Linked DNA regions of Mus musculus: region 1 is linked to region 2. Evidence: chromatin contacts called from public promoter capture Hi-C data. All regions are on one chromosome and are shown on one strand. The core of a region is the stretch at or near the end of the contact, and the rest is flanking DNA. Distances in the headings are between cores, read along the strand shown.

Region 1 (5,319 bases), core at 2,600-5,099, 390 kb before region 2:
GAGGAAAACAATGATTAGGTTTGGAGAGACAGTTCAAGAAGGCTCAGAGGTTAAGAGCACTGACTGCTCTTCCAAAGGTCCTGAGTTCAAATCCCAGCAACCACATGGTGTCTGACAATCATCTGTAACAAGATCTGACTCCCTCTTCTAGAATGTCTGAAGACAGCTACAGTGTAGTTACATATAATAAATCAATCAATCAAAAAAAAAAGTAATTAAGAACACTTGCTGCTGATCTTATAGAGATCAGGGTTTCTGCTCCGACCTGTACCCCGAGTTCCAGGGGTTTAGACACACTCTTCTCTCCTCCTGCACCAAGCATGCATGTGCTACACAGTTTCATGCAGGCAAAACACTCATACACATAAAATAATTTTAAATACTAGGGACTGTAGATCATGTAGTCATGTAGTAATGACTGCAGTCATTACTCAACAGTGTACAGTGCATGTGTGTTCTGAGAGAAGGCCCTTAGTTTATTTCCCAGCAGCCACATGTTGTCTTCTCCTGTTGAGCCTCCTCCCGTGGTTCAGGACCACCAGGAACTCCAGCTCCAGGGTATCCTAAACCTGGCTGCTGTGGTTACCTACATGTACACACATGCAGACACACATGCACATACATGCACACACATGCAGACAAACACGCACATACATGCACACACATACAGACACACATGCTCACACATACATTTAAAAAAGTAAAATCTTTTTGTTGTTGTTATTGACTTGGTTTTTCTCTGTGTAGCCCTGGCTGTCCTGGAACTTGCTTTGTAGACCAGGCTATCCTCGAACTCAGAAATCTGCCTGCCTCTGCCTCCCAAGTGCTGGGATTAAAGGCTTGTGCCACCACCACCCACTATTTTTTTTTTAAAGAATTATTTATTATATGTAAGTACACTGTAGCTGTCTTCAGACACTCCAAAAGAGTCAAATCTCATTACAGATGGTTGTGAGCCACTATGTGGTTGCTGGGATTTGAACGCAGGACCTTCAGAAGAGCAGTCAGTGCTCTTAACTGCTGAGCCATCTCTCTCGCCCCTCACAGCAGACTTTTTTGTTGCCACCAAATCACTGTGGTAACAACAGATCACTGTAGTGATAACTACATTGGACTCAGCTCTGCAACCTCAGTCTCCCACAGGTCAGATGGAGAAGGTGGAGAAAATCCTGTCCTAACATTGCACAGCTTCGCTTTATCTGCATCACTTAGGCAAACTGCAATCTGTTTGTATCTTGTTTATCTGTTTGTGGCAGCCTCACTATGTAGTGCTGGCTGGTCTGGAATTTACTGTGTACCACAGGCTGGCCTTGACTTTGTGTCAATCTTCTTGTCTCCTGAGTGCTGGGATTATAGGTGTGGCCTACAAAGGCCTTCTATCATTTATCTATCTATCTATCTATCTATCTATCTATCTATCTATCTATCTATCTTTTTGAGAGTGGTCTCACTACATATACCTGACTAACCTGTAATTTGCCATGTAGATCAGGCTGACCTTGAACTCACAGAGATCTGACTGCATTTATTTTCTCGTGCTGAGATTAAAGGTGTGTGTCACCACGCCAGGCTACAAATTGTATTTAAATTATTTTCAGACAGGCAGTGGTGGTGTACGCCTTTAATCCCAGCACTTTGGAGGCAGAGGCAGACAAATTTCTGCGTTCAAGGCCAGCCTGGTCTCAAAGTGAGTTCCAGGACAGCCAGGGCTACACAGAGAAACCCTGTCTCAAAAACAACAATAACAAAACAAAAAATATTTTCCCTGGTTTTTTTTCTTTTTTGGTTTTTCAAGACAGGGTTTCTCTGTATAGCCCTGGCTGTCCTGGACCTCACTTTGTAGATCAGACTGGCCTCAAACTCAGAAATCCACCTGCCTCTGCCTCTCCAGTGCTGGGATTAAAGGCGTGGGCTACCACGCCCGGCTTGGGTTTTGTTTTTGCTTGTTTGTTTTGTTTTTGGAACAGGATCTCTCTATGTAGCTTTGGCTGTCCTGGAACTTGCTATGTAGACCAACCTGGGCTTGAACTGCTGGGAATAAAGGTGTGTATAATCCACATCTGGCTTAAAAATCCTTTTTTTTTTTTTTTTCTTTTTTTGTTTTTTTCAAGACAGGGTTTCTCTGTATAGCCCTGGCTGTCCTGGAACTCACTCTGCAGTCTAGGCTGGCCTCGAATTCAGAAATCTGCCTGCCTCTGTTAAAAATCCTTTATAATAAGTTTGTGTACGGGTATGTGCACATAAGTACAGGTGTCCACAGAGATATGACTTCTGGGAATCCAACCAGGTCCTCTGAAAGAGAACTACATGATCTTTTTTTTTTTTTTTAAAGATTTATTTATTATTTTATGTAAGTACACTGTAGCTGTCTTCAGACACACCAGAAGAGGGAGTCAGATCTTGTTACGGATTGTTGTGAGCCACCATGTGGTTGCTGAGATTTGAACTCTGGACCTTCCGAAGAGCAGTCGGGTGCTCTTACCCACTGAGCCATCTCACCAGCCCGAACTACATGATCTTAAGTGTTGACCGTCCTTCTAGTCCTTCTAATCCCTTAAACTGTATTCTTCCCAGTTGGTACTGTTATAGGCTTCTGACACTGCAAACTTCTTCCCTAAGACTAGAAATTGCTCACGAACTGAAATTTTAAGGACCTTAACACAGCTACCAGATGCTATAACCACCCACTGTTTTAGACCTAGGGGAATAAACATTTTTCTTTTAAAAACTACAACTCAAGCCGGACGTGGTGGCGCACGCCTTTAATCCCAGCACTCGGGAGGCAGAGGCAGGCGGATTTCTGAGTTCGAGGCCAGCCTGGTCTACAAAATGAGCTCCAGGACAGTCAGAGCTATAAAGGGAAACCCTGTCTCAAAAAACAAACAAAAAACAAACAAACAAACCAACAAAAAAAACCTACAACTCAGGCCACGTAGTGTTGGCACAGGCCTTTTAATCCAAGCACTCAGCAGTCAGAAGTATGTAGATCTTGGTGAGTTCAAAGCCAGCCTCCTCTACAGAGTGAGTTCCAGGACAGCCAGAACTAGAGAAAGAGAAACCCTCTCTCGAAAAGAACAACTCAAAACGAAACAAAACAGAACAGAACAAAACCAAACCAAAACCTAGGGACCCTAGGGTAAGAACACTGGCTGATCTTCTGAAGGTCATTAGTTTAAATCCCAGCAATCACATGATAGCTCACCGGTAATGAGACCTGGCACCTTCTTCTGGAACAAATGAAGACAGCTACAGTGTACTTAAGTATAATAATAAATAAAATAAATCTTTGGACCAGAGAGCAAACGGGGCCGACTGGAGTGAGCAGAGTTCCCAAAAATTCAATTCATGCTGGGCAGTGGTGGCGCACGCCTTTAACCCCAGCACTCCGCAGGCAGAGGCAGAGGCAGGCAGATTTGAGTTTGAGGTCAGCCTGGTTTACAGAGTGAGTTCCAAGACAGCCAATCTACACAGAAAAACCTTGTCTCGAAAAACAAGAAAACAAACAACAAAAAAATTAATTCCTGACAATCACATGAAGACTCAACCATCTGTACAGCTACAGTGTACTCATATACATAAAGTAAATAAATCTTTAGAAAAAAACAAAAACAAAAAGCCAAAACCTACAATTCCCCCAGAGAAACCCTGTGTCGGAAAACCAAACTAAACCAAACCAAAAAACGCCACATTTCCCAAGAAGCCCTTTCAAAGGGAAAGGTGGCGCATGCTTGGTCTCCCACTCTAGGGAATTAAATGGAACTACAATTCCCAAGAAGCCTCATATTACAGTTCATCCAATCAGTGCTATATATAAGCTATCGCGAGACTTTTATGAGCCTCCATTCTATAAGCTCATGGGAATTGGGCTGGGCCATCCTTTTCAGCCAAGATGGCGCCGAAAGCGAAGAAGGAAGGTATGTTGCGGTATGGGAATCTGTCAGGTCGGTCTTGGATACCCGCAGAGCGAACTCGCGGGGAAGAAGAATGCCCGGCTAAGCCATGGGGGGCTTGTTCTGTGGCTACTGTCGCGACTAGGCCCCGCTGCGGGGTATGAGGACCGCGTGGGCCAAGCCGCATGGGCTGGTTCCAGTGCAGGGGATTGGCAAAGCCACCGGGCCGGCAGCGGCCGCCACTGATGGCCAAGCATTTGACTTTGGGAAGCTCCTTAACATCCACAGGGTGGCGCTCCGGGTCTCCAGACCTATAAGGGATTAAAAGTAGTCCTTATTCGCCCTTTCCCCACGTTAAATGGGGTTATACGCACCCACGTGATGGTACAACGGGTTAATTATCTTTGCCTGTGGTATCGTGCATATGATGGAAAAAATCTGAAGTCTCCTGAGACCTGTGATGTCTTCAAAGGAACCACTGATGCACATGCTGGCAGGACGGCCGGAAGGGGTCACTTTACGAATGCCACACTTAATTTTAATTGTCCTCTCCCAGCTCCTGCCCCTCCCAAAGCCGAAGCCAAAGCGAAGGCCTTGAAAGCTAAGAAGGCGGTGCTGAAAGGCGTCCACAGCCACAAAAAGAAGAAGATCCGAACGTCACCCACCTTCCGGCGGCCCAAGACCCTGCGGCTCCGGAGGCAGCCAAAATATCCTCGGAAGAGTGCGCCCAGGAGAAACAAGTCAGTAGGGACCCTGGACCCAGTAGCATGTAGTAGGGCATTAGGAGTTCTTAACGTAGCTTCCCTTATAAAACACAATTGTTGAAGGAGCTGGTGCGGTGGAAGTGTGAGGTTATTTAGTCAGTGTTTGAAAGTTGACTTCAAAGAGATGTTGCTTATCTTGGTTCCAAGTGATAGGGGACTTGTTGGAACACAGGAGAGTGTTGATTAAGATGTCCAATTGGGGAGTGATGGCCTTCGAATAGTGTTATGAAACACACTTTTTTTTTTAAGATTTATTTGTTTTTTTATTTACATGAGTACACTGCAGCAGTCTTCAGATACACTCACTAGAAGGGGGCATCGGATCCCACTACAGACATTTGTGAGCCACCGTGTGGTTGCTGGGAATTGAACTCAGGACCTCTGGAAGAACAGTCAGTGTTCTCAACAGATGAGCCATCTCTCCAGCCTGAAAGACACTTAATTGATCAAATTCTGACGCTACTCAAAGGAAGTTTGAGAGAATGCTTACTGAAAAGTGTTTTGTCTATGGGGGAAGTACTCACCAGACACAATTCATTGCCTATTTGTACCTAGAATTTTTGAGTCATTACTTGGCAGTTGCATAAGTAAAAACTTGGCTTTTCAGAATCTTAAGAAAAAGTTGTTTCCTGATAGCTCAAGGCCAATTTTAGAGTTGCATTGTT
Region 2 (4,941 bases), core at 1,796-4,295:
CAGTGTGCACAACATATAATAATAACCAAATACTATTTTCAGTAATCTTAGGCCAATGTAATTTCTTACGCAAACACGCAGTTGAACTCACTGAAGTTTATTGTGTGTACGCCTTGACTACAGAGCCTAAGTCAGTGTTCTGAATGGCCATCAGTTCTTGTCATGTGTCTAAGCCATCAGGACCACTTTCGCCTCCTTCATTTGCCATCTGTGGAGACTGGTCCTCTAGCCACAGTCAACTCCACCTTGCATGCAAGCTGCTGTCTAGTTGCTCTACATGGCAGGCTGCATACAGCAAATCACGCCATGTACCCACAGCTAGACAGCTAGGTGATGGTTGAGATGGTCAGAAACCCTGATGAGGGAACAGGGAATACACACAAGCATACAGCTTTCCCTGACCTGTGCCTTTTTGTTGTCTGGCCCTGAAGATAAACACTGGGCAGCACTCAGAGCCCAGGTTTACAACAATTACATTGCAGACTGGAGCCACATAAAGTAGGACCTTGATGCTGGGGACAGAGTGGTGACCTCAAGAAAACTGTGTCCATCTGTCCCATGTCCATCACTCTGTAAGTAACCCCTAATAAATTCAGTTTTACTCATCAAAATTAATTTGGAAGGTTGTTGCTCAGTGGTAGAGTGCTTGCCTAGTGTGCTTGAAGCCCTGTGTTTAAGATCCAGCACAGCATTAGACACACATACATATACACAAACTTGAATAAGTCACTCTTCTGGTTATTGGTGCTGGGGGCATACTTAATTTTATATCTTCCTGAAAGACTTACTCAAAGCTATCCTACTCTCTAACACCAAGCACACAGTAGGTATTCAGCAAGCCACTGGATTTACCCAACTCATCTAGAAGGTACAGTAATAAGCTGGATGGAATGGGAAAGAGGATATCCACAGGGGGCCAAAACTTTAGTGCTCTGCATTGCTGTGCTGTTCAATCGATGAGGTGAGAGGTCCTTGGCCCTGTAGAGAGCTGAGTAGAGCCATGGGAAGCCAGATGGGAAGTTGGAGGAGGCGGGGGAAGCTGGCCCTGCAGCTAGTAGTGCTACATGTGTAACATCCCACGGGGAATGCTATGGGGAAACACAGTCTGGTTCTTTTCCATCTCTGGAGAACTGTCCTTTGAGCAGGCATGGGTAGAATGTTTGTTATGGTAACCTATCACTCGCCCACTCCTGGACTCTGCTTAGAGACGAGGCACATACAAGGATGGGTGAGTGGCAGTGACTTAGCTTCTGACTTCCCCTCCCCAAAAAACATGACCAGCAGAGGAAAGAACAAATACACCCCAACAGTCATAACTGAAGTACGAGTGCGCTCCTCCAGCACGGGCACAAGGAAGCTCTGGGAAGGCTCAGAGGGTGAGAACTTCTCTTGGTGAGGGGTCAGCCACACAGGGTGCAGTTTGGAGCCAGGCCATGAAAGAGAGGGGGGTTTATTTATTTATTTTTTATTCATCCATAAAAAGAGAGGGGCTTTATTTGTTTTTCGTCTATTTATCTGGGGGACAGGGTCTCACTATAATAGTACTCCAGGCTGGCCTCCAACTCACAGTGACCTTACTCAGACACACAAGTGCTGTTATTTTTTTTTTAAAGATTTATTTATTGATTATATGTAAGTACACTGTAGCTGTCTTCAGACACTCCAGAAGAGGGAGTCAGATCTCATTATGGATGGCTGTGAGCCACCATGTGGTTGCTGGGATTTGAACTCTGGACCTTCGGAAGAGCAGTCGGGTGCTCTTACCCACTGAGCCATCTCACCAGCCCACAAGTGCTGTTATTACACATAGTAGGTTTATCAGAAAATACATAGGGTGGAAACACTAAAACTGAGGTTCTCCTTAAAACTTTAAGGAGAGCATGTTCCCCTGCTCCAGCTGTCCCTCGTTCCTCCTGAAGATCTTGTAAATAAATATATATGTATATACATATATATGTGCATACACCACACACACACACACACACACACACACACACACACACACACACACACGTTTAGTTGGGCATGTTGGCCCACGACTTTAGTTCCTGCACTCAGGAGGCAGAGGCAGGTTCCAGGCCGGTCTGGTCTACAGAGTGAGTTCCAGACCAGGCAGAGATACACAGTGAGTCCCTGTCTTTAAACAAATAAATAGCATTTGTGTGTGTGTGTGTGTGTGTGCTCAGTCCATCAGGCTGAGATGGCTCAGTGGGTAAAGGTACTTGCCACCACGTTGGACAATCTGAGTTTGATCCCAGAATCCACAAGACGGAGAGAAGCGAATCCACAAACTCTCATTCATGTGTGCTGTAGCATGTTCATGCTTAACACACACATACAAATAACAGTAAGTAAATGTGAAAGAGTCTATAGGGTTGCAACACGGCTCAGCAGTTAGGAACGCTGACTGCTCCTCCAGAGGACCCAGGTTCAATTCTCAGCATCCACATGGTAGTTCACAACCATCTTTAACTCCAGTTCCATGGGATCTGGTGCCCTCACACAGACATACATGCAAGTAAAATACCAATGCACATAAAATAAAAATAGTTACAAAAAGAATCTACTGACACTCTTTTCATAAATGAGTACCAACGACATGTTTGTATTACTAATTTACAGTACCTAATAAAACAAATGGAACTTGTTGTTTAGGGAAGTTTAGGGAGCCCTGTTTCAAGCACTCAGCCCTAAGGACTTGGGAGAGACCACAGAACTTCTGCTTCCTGGGTAGGGGAGCGCCAGCCACCAATCGTGACAGGTGCACCCCATCAGAGGACGGCTGAGGTTCCTCAACAGCAGCTTTAAACACAGCATTTACAGAAAACGCTTTAGCAGGGGTGTCTCCATATTTTAATGACACTAAGTGATCAAGAGATACTGAAAGGGAAGCAGCCAAACTCCTTAAAGAAGCCGAGAGATGACCTCAAGAGGGTGAGGGCTGGTAAGTGGAAACCTGTACTGTCCGAAAAGTCCACACACGGGCAGCCGTAGTGGCCAAATCGGCCTCAGACCTGACTATCACTGCACTTCCTGTTCCGCCTAGCCGCCAGCGCATGGGTGGAGCCAGGTTCAGCGCATGCGCTAGGAACTCAAGAGCCACTCCGCCCTGCAGTGTCCCCAGATTTTCCGGCAGAGGGCAGCCTTCCCCTTCTCATGGACCTGCTGGCACAGCCAAGGCTGCAGATTTCACCTCTGGTGGACCCGCCCCCAGAAAGCGTCCTGGGGAGCTGAGGCTTCAGGGGGGCTGCAGCAGCAAGATGGCCTCTCACTTTACCCAGGAGAGAGATGGCAATGGAGGTGCAAAAATGCGCTGGGCGCCTATATTTTTTTTCATTACTAACTTATCCTTTGTACCTGAAATAGCACCAACACGTAGATGTTTACTAAGTGTTTACTGATGGAAAAGTGAATGAATGAATACCTGAGTTTATAGTTCAAAGATTTAAGCCACGTCTTGAGTTTTATAGTGGCGAGCGGCCTCAGACAAGCAGTAAGTGGAGTCAGTGGGCATAGGGAGGGCAGTCACAGATCTCTGTCCCAAAGACTCAAGGATCGGCCACTCCGGCCCTCCATTCCACCAGACTGCAGTTTTACACATCCAAAGGTTTGCTCAGAACCCTGTGTACGAGCGCACCATTTTTTTCTGCTCTACAAGAACAGGTGTCTACCCCCAAAAACTAAACCGTCAGATCCTGGATACATAGAAAGACTACCTGATTGGTGGCTCCGGGGGTACCGTTTCTCTTTGGGGATTCTCAGTCCCTGGGGATTTCCTCTGGCTCTGGGGATTTCCAAACTGCCTCTGCCTTTCCAATTTTCCACAAGGCCCAAAGCCCAGGACCTGTCTTGACGGTTTCACCAGGCTCTGCCTCAAATCTCAGGGAGACTTGGGTCTGAGTCTACTAATTACACCGCATTCACTATATTCACATCCCATCCTGTCTGGCTGACATTCGAGAACAAGCACAATGAAGCACTGTGTTCTTTTCATATAAACGACCGCTTTTCTCTATTTCCACAGAAGAATAAAGGAAAACCAGCTTAAGGGCTGGCCACACTGATTTAATAAAGCCCAAGGAAGGTCTTCCAGGGTGTGAAAGCTGGCATCCTCATTCTTAAAGGCAGAGAGGCTCCTTCAGGCACTCTCAGGTTCCCCTAAACAGAGGCGGGGGGTAGGGGGGCACACAGATCCTGTATTTGAAGATCTGTGTGCTCACTTCTTGAGGACCTTCCTGGGCCTGTTTCTAGAACCCTTTGAAGTAACAACAAAGCCAGCCCAGTCCCCACAGAAGCAGGAAGAGGTTTCTGCTTTGCCTACCTGGTCTCCGCCCCCACCCCCACGTGCAGAGCCCGCCAAACCCACTGGGCTTGTGAGCACCTGTGTGTTACCAAGCTGGGCAAGAGTCGCATTTGGCAAGGCGGGGAAATACTGCCATAGTGTGGTGGCACATTGCCAGGGACCTCTTGTCTCTAGGGCATCAGGATTCCAGAGTTGGTGAAGTGGGGAAATTGCCAGAGAACAAACCTTCCTTCCTGACAGGAAGGAGAAATGCCACCAGGCTCAGCCTGGGGAGGCGGGTGGGGGGAGCTCTCTGCAGAAGGAGATAAGAAGTAAGAACTGCTTCCCCGCCCCCACCCCACACTTCTAGGAGCCATCTGGAGCTGTAGTGTTCCACACAGTAGCCACTGGCCACGAAAGCAATTTAAATTTAAGTTACATTAAAAATACCAGGGATATTTTGTATTAAATTAAAATCAAGTAAAATGTAAAGTTCTGCTTCTCTGTTGCACAAGCCAGGTTCCAAGTGTTCAGAGGCCACGTGACCACAGGACATTTCTATTTTGCAGTGTGTTCTGTTGGTCAGTTCTGGCCCAGGAGGTCCCCCTCCAGGCTGCTTAAGGTCACTCTTGGCCAAGCGTCCTTCAGAGGGTGTCCCT

Evidence for each region. Promoter capture Hi-C pulls out the DNA fragments that hold promoters and counts their contacts.
Region 1: a promoter capture Hi-C map of pre-B cells shows a contact between it and region 2, with 4 times the contacts expected there. The contact joins the promoter of Rpl23a here to the enhancer-like site in region 2. A contact is called at or near these places in 10 of 39 promoter capture datasets (the 3T3-L1 cell line, cranial neural crest, fetal liver and 5 more), 1 of 484 Hi-C or Micro-C datasets (CD8 T cells), 5 of 115 datasets of contacts at active chromatin or transcription factors (embryonic stem cells, extraembryonic endoderm stem cells, large pre-B cells and 2 more) and 1 of 9 other capture datasets (liver).

Annotation. Positions count from the first base shown.
Region 1 is chr11:78,182,114-78,187,432 of GRCm38.p6, reverse strand. Rpl23a (ribosomal protein L23A) reads left to right here and starts at 3,849. Exons shown (of 5, transcript NM_207523.2): 1 at 3,849-3,914; 2 at 4,447-4,630. The coding sequence starts at 3,890. Snord42b (small nucleolar RNA, C/D box 42B) reads left to right here and starts at 4,320; the gene lies at 4,320-4,374.
Region 2 is chr11:77,791,550-77,796,490 of GRCm38.p6, reverse strand. The region is part of intron 1 of Myo18a (myosin XVIIIA); the gene reads right to left. Among named protein-coding and RNA genes, the nearest start is that of Gm10277, 5.4 kb to the right of the region's middle. Within about 2 kb of position 3,045, at least 277 of the 459 cell types and tissues checked have an H3K27ac peak or open chromatin away from gene starts, as enhancers often do. A contact at or near this core is called in CD8 T cells, liver, memory CD8 T cells and 2 more, where this site is marked.